Linked DNA regions of Gossypium hirsutum: region 2 is linked to region 1. Evidence: chromatin contacts called from public Hi-C data. All regions are on one chromosome and are shown on one strand. The core of a region is the stretch at or near the end of the contact, and the rest is flanking DNA. Distances in the headings are between cores, read along the strand shown.

Region 1 (3,089 bases), core at 53-2,552:
AATTAATTTCTAAAGGGTTCATTTTAAATAATTATCAAAACACATTAATATTATATAATAAATAATACGATAAATATAGTACAATAATAATATAAATACAATAAAAAATCTATAAAAATTTCATATTTTACCTACATAACAAAAATTTATGTTAGTCTACAGTAATAATATAATTAAAACAAACCGAAATTATCTAAACAAATAAAACATACGAATTCAAAAGTAAAACAGAAACATACCTATTTAGTTTCTTCCAAACAACCTGTAAAAATATATAAAAACAAAATTAATCAACATCTCAATAAATCAAAAATAATTGTCAAATAAATAAATAAATAAACAACTACATTCATAACGAATCACAATAAACATTAAACTAAACAAATAATTAACTTAATCATAAATTACTAACAAAATAACTTTAAAATAAATTTAAAAAATAAAAAATTACATTCATAACCTAACAAATCACAATAAACACTAAACTAAACAAACAATGTATAATAGTTACTAACAAAATAACTTTAAAATAAATCAAAAACAACATAAAAATCACAATAAAAAAACTAAACAATACTAACAAAATAATTTATAACAATTCCTCATAATAATCCTTTCTATTTAAAAAAAATAAACAAAAATAAATTGTGGTTCTTTTTTTTCTTCTCCTTCTCTTCTTTTTCACTGCTGTTGTTTTCTTTTTCTTTTTTTTCTTTTATCGTTTCTCTTCTTCTGTACAAGAGGGGTCATGGTTATAAGGTCACCCAAATCACTCTCCATCTTTCTTCTCTTTCTTCTCGAGGCTCGAGGATGTGACTAGACAATGCTGACGGACGAGATTGAAGCATGGCACCAGTGTTGCCTGTCAGGGAGGTGTGACTGGTGCCGCCTACCTGCCTGGCATTGCCTCTTCCTGACCTATACCAATATTTTATAACCAAATTTAGTATATACCTATATATTTTGGATGCTACCAATCATAATGATGTGGCCCATTAAAATATTAATTTTTTTACATGAAACCGTGCCAAAAAAAATAAGATGGTGCCGCCTATGCACCACCCTCTACCCCTTAAATATCTTATTTTTGAATTTAATTTTTTATTTTATAATATTGGTGTAAAAAAGCCACATATATATGTAAATTAGCCAAAATCTAGAATTGTATTTGCATAGTATTTATTTGAGAAATAGTATTTATATTTTCTTAAAATTCATTTTATCATGTCTATAATATATCTAGTGATTATATCGTTATGTGAACCGCTTGGTACGACACACAACCGTACGCAATACGACAATCAATACAATGAAAAGAAAAAGAGTCAAAATGACTCCCAATAATGATTTGCCACCTCATCATACTTTTGTTCTACTACTGTTTCTTTTCCAACGACTAAGCTCAACGGTCTCAGCTCTGAAATATCATCCAACCTCTTCCTTGACTTGGACTATCAAAACCCCCAAAATCCCAACGTAGGGATTTCACAATCCAAAATGCTACTTAAATTATTCCCAATTCCGTTGCTTTTTATCTGAACTTTCTCCATTTCAGTAGAATCAAGATGCACCAGAAGCTGCACGGCCTTAGCATCCTACTACGTTCCGCCAGAATCAAACTTGACCTTCGTATCCGAGCTTTTTAATTCGACCCTTGCTCCTTCCTCCACGTTAAATTTCGACTCAATCCTTAGTTACAACAAACAAGTTGCCAACAAAGACAGCGTCGAAAGTGGTACTAGACTCAATGTTCCTTTCCCTTGCGATTGCATCAACGGCTCATTACCCGCCCACGAGTTCAGCTACAGAGTTAGGTCCAACGACACTTACTACAAGATCGCCACAGAATACTACTCGAACTTGACAACGGTTAATTGGTTGCTGCCGTTCAATACCTATCCGCCGACGAATATACCGGATACTGGGACGGTTAGGGTGGTGGTTAATTGTTCGTGCGGTGACGCTACTATTTCGAAGGATTACGGGCTGTTTATTACATATCCGCTCCGACCGGGGGAGAATTTGAGTTATGTCTTGACTCAGGTGAATCTGTCATCGGATTTGTCGGGGTTGGTGCAGAGATACAACCCCGGGGTGAATTTCAGCTCAGGGGCTGGTCTGGTATTTATCCCGGGAAGAGGTGATTTCTTTTAACATTTTTTGTTTAATTTATAGGTAAGTGAAAATGGAATAATTTTGTTGTAGAATTTTATTGTCCATACGGAGCAGATTTGCTCTCATTAGCATTTTTGTTTGATTTTGTGTTTATAAAATAAAAAGGCTTTTTGTTGTTGGGGGGGGGGTAGGATTCACTCTATAGGAGTGGGGTTGATCAAACGGAAAGTTTAGCTGAAAGTCATGATTGTTGTGCTACTGTATAAAGTGATGTGGCGTTCATTGCGTTTTCTAAAAGATGGATTGTTTTCACTGTCATCAACAATTACAAGCATCTTCATTTTGCTCAGCATGCTCCGTGTCCAATAATCATTCAGGTCGATTTTTGGGAACATTTATGCCTGAGAAAATTGCAAACTACATGCAATTATTTCATTTCTAGTTTGTTCTTTCAGATTACCCACGGCCACGGGAGTTTTACAATTAGTTAACTTGTTGGTTTTAAACACCTAGGGCAAGGCATTATGCTTTGTTACGCCAACTGTCATGAATAAATGTAAATTCACCTCACTGAAGGAATTTCTTTTTCTTGTACAGATGCTAATGGTAATTTTCCACCCATCCAATCAAGGTAGTTAACGCAGCTTTAAACTTTAAAAATAGTTTGTTGTATTATTATCATTTGTTTCGACTTTGAATCTTTACATTTTCTGAATCAGTTCATTCGTTCTTTCTGTTTTGCAGCACAGGTGATTTGGCCTTCCGTGCATGTTGCTTTTGTCATGATTATGATATTGGTATTCTGATTGACCGGAAACCTTTTTATACTTTGAGCTTATATGTTGTTTTTACATAATCAGGAATTTCGGGTGGAGTTATTGCTGGGATATCTATAGCAGCCATAGTGGTATTGCTGTTGCTGGGAATTGGTGTATATATTGGATTTTTCCGAAAGAAGAAGGTAAAGGGAGAAA
Region 2 (2,758 bases), core at 38-2,537, 180 kb after region 1:
TCAACAGAGAGGGTCGGTCATGCTAAAATTAGAGGTGATCTAAAAGGCATAGAAAAACAAATGTAAAATTTCTTTGTATTAAGTTAGTCCCATATTCCAATAAACACATCCATCCATGACAAAGAAACAGGAAACTGACCTGTAAAGGAAGCATTGCTCTGTCCTGCATAAATTAAAGATAGAACCATAAAATTAGCTTAATTTTGCTGGGCAAAATTGCCAAAGAGCAAATAATTAACATTTCCAAATACCCGATTGCCATCTTTAATAAAAATGGAAACTTGGAACTTTGCAGGGCAAGTAGCATAGAGAATGCTAATACAAAGCAACAAATTAACATAATAGAAAGAAAGGCTAACAACAGCATTCATAAAACAGGCATGAGTTTCAACTTTCAATAATTAGCTTCATAACTACCAAGTAAAACCCCATAGCCAAGGATATGGAGTTCTATTAATTGACAACAGAAACAACATTGATAAAAATTCTAAGTGAAAATATTATGCCTTGGAAAAAATTCGCACGAAGAATAAAAGCTTCCTAGAATTAACAAAAGAATAATGGGTTATCATAATATTCCAAAACTCATCTATTGTAAATTAAAATTAGGCAGTAACTAATTGAAAATTCGATGAACAAAAAAAAGAGGGGAAATCATAGGATCTCCACTCTCCAAGTGTAAATAAATTGGGCAGGAAGCGCATAAAGCACTCATTTCAAATTACAGTTTACTACTACAACATGATTTTGAGGTTTGTGAAACTGATCAAATCCAATATATATGAAATGGAAACAAGAAAGGAGGAGATGAGATCGAGCCAGATCTGGGAATACCTTCAGGGATTGTGAGAAGAGGCTGAGAAGAGCAATCGCAAAGGCAAGGTGGGCAAGTGTTGGAAGTGTGGCTGACGGCTACTAATCCTTCCATGAAATGCCAATACAGAGGAGGACCCACTATGTAGCCGAATAAACAGAGTCCCAATAGACACAACCCCACCTTCAACGCCGCCGTCTGGTTCACTGCCATCTCTTCTATCTCAGAGTCTAACTGGAAACCAAATCGAGACTGAAGCAATTGGATGCAGTAGTCGGCAAAATGTCAAATTCTAACCATGCATTTTGTTTTTATTTAACGGTTCTTCGACAGTCGAAAATTTGCGGGTGGGTTCGTCAATCTTTCATCGACATGAGTGTGTAGGAGTGGGAATGCGAAGGGGAAGGGGAAGGAAGTAGGAAACTGTTATTGGAACAAAAAATCTATTGTCGACAATGTCAAACTTTGGGCCGCGTACCAACTTTAGCAAACCAAAATTTAAAACAATTACAATTAGCAAATTACTTTAGGTAAATTCTGTTATTAGTCCTTCTACTTTATAAAACTATAAATTTAGTCTGTATACTTTAATTTCATCAATTTTAGTCTCTATACTTTTAAAATTTTGAATTTTAATCCTAAATCAAATGGTAATAGTTAATTCCATTTGGTTAACTTTAATTATTAGTCTTGTACTATGCGTACAGTTGTAGATTTAGTCTATATTCTCCAATTGAAATCATTCCAAGTTCTTATACTTTTTGAATTTTAAAATTTGAATATTGACACAAATGATAATAGTTAATTTATTTAGCCTACGGGTACAGTTGCGGCGGTGGTCGGTGAACGGAGCCTGGCTGAACCTTTAGGCTTGCAGAGAGAATAAAGGGGGGAAGGGAGTTTTTTTTTTTGAAAGAAGGTTGCAAGTGTTTTTTTTTAAAGATTTTGGCCTTATTTAGGCCCCCCAAAACGACGTTGTTTTGGACTGGCCTCAAATGCCTAAAACAATGTCGCTTTGCCCTTGACCCGTCTGACGCGACCCGCTCCAACCTAGGATCTGCGTGTTTTTAATTGGAAGGGCTAATTGCGCATTTAGCCCTTCCGCTTTTTATAGCTTTGTAATTAAAACTTTCGTTATTTTTAATTTGGCCCTATGATTTATTTCAATTGCATTTTGGTCCTCTCTAATGCTGTGCGTTTTGGAGGAGAAGGGATTATTACCCTTTTGGTCCCTCCTTGTTATTCGTGCATGCAAATTGGTCCTTTAACCTTATTTTTATTTCGGATTAGCCCTAAAACTCTATTTTAAGTTCAATTTAATCTTTTTTTCGTTATTTTTTTCTATTTTATTTTTTAAATTAATTAATTATTATTATTTTATTATCTTCTAATTTTTTATTATTAGTACTATTTCATAATTATTATATATTACTATTACATTCATTTTTTATATTCTTTTTATTAATATTATTTCCACTATTATTATTATTTTTTATACTATAATTATATTTACTTTTATGGTTACCATTATTTTTATTATTATTTCTTTATATCTTTGTCATTATTATTATTATTATTATTATTATTATTATTATTATAATACTTTCTTTTTTTTACTTACTATATTTGTCTTATTATCATATTAATTATTTTTGCAATATTATTACTGCTATTATTCTATATATATATTTATAATAAGTTTTTCATTTCATGTATAGCATTTTAGAATTATATTATTTTGTATATTACTTCTAAACAGTTTTATATATTATTTTATCTTGAATGGATACTAGTTTTTCGCTTTGCCCTTGACCTGTCTGACCCGTTTGACCCGACCTGCTCCAACCTAGGATCCGCGCGTTTTTAATTGGAAGGGCTAATTGCGCATTTAGCCCTTCTGCTTTTTATAGCTTTGTAATTAAAACTTTCGTTATTTTTTATTTG

The links. A called contact is a pair of places that touch in the nucleus more often than the background predicts.
Region 2: a Hi-C map of leaf shows a contact between it and region 1, with 3 times the contacts expected there. The contact joins the promoter of LOC107923977 here to the enhancer-like site in region 1. A contact is called at or near these places in 9 of 34 Hi-C or Micro-C datasets (anther, callus, hypocotyl and 1 more).

The regions. Positions count from the first base shown.
Region 1 is chrA11:19,923,704-19,926,792 of Gossypium_hirsutum_v2.1, forward strand. It overlaps the pseudogene LOC121209795. Among protein-coding and RNA genes, the nearest start is that of LOC121210458, 42 kb to the left of the region's middle. Within about 2 kb of position 1,303, at least 4 of the 9 cell types and tissues checked have an H3K27ac peak or open chromatin away from gene starts, as enhancers often do. A contact at or near this core is called in leaf, where this site is marked.
Region 2 is chrA11:20,106,924-20,109,681 of Gossypium_hirsutum_v2.1, forward strand. LOC107923977 reads right to left here and starts at 1,288. Exons shown (of 3, transcript XM_016854203.2): 1 at 835-1,288; 2 at 140-163. The coding sequence starts at 1,027.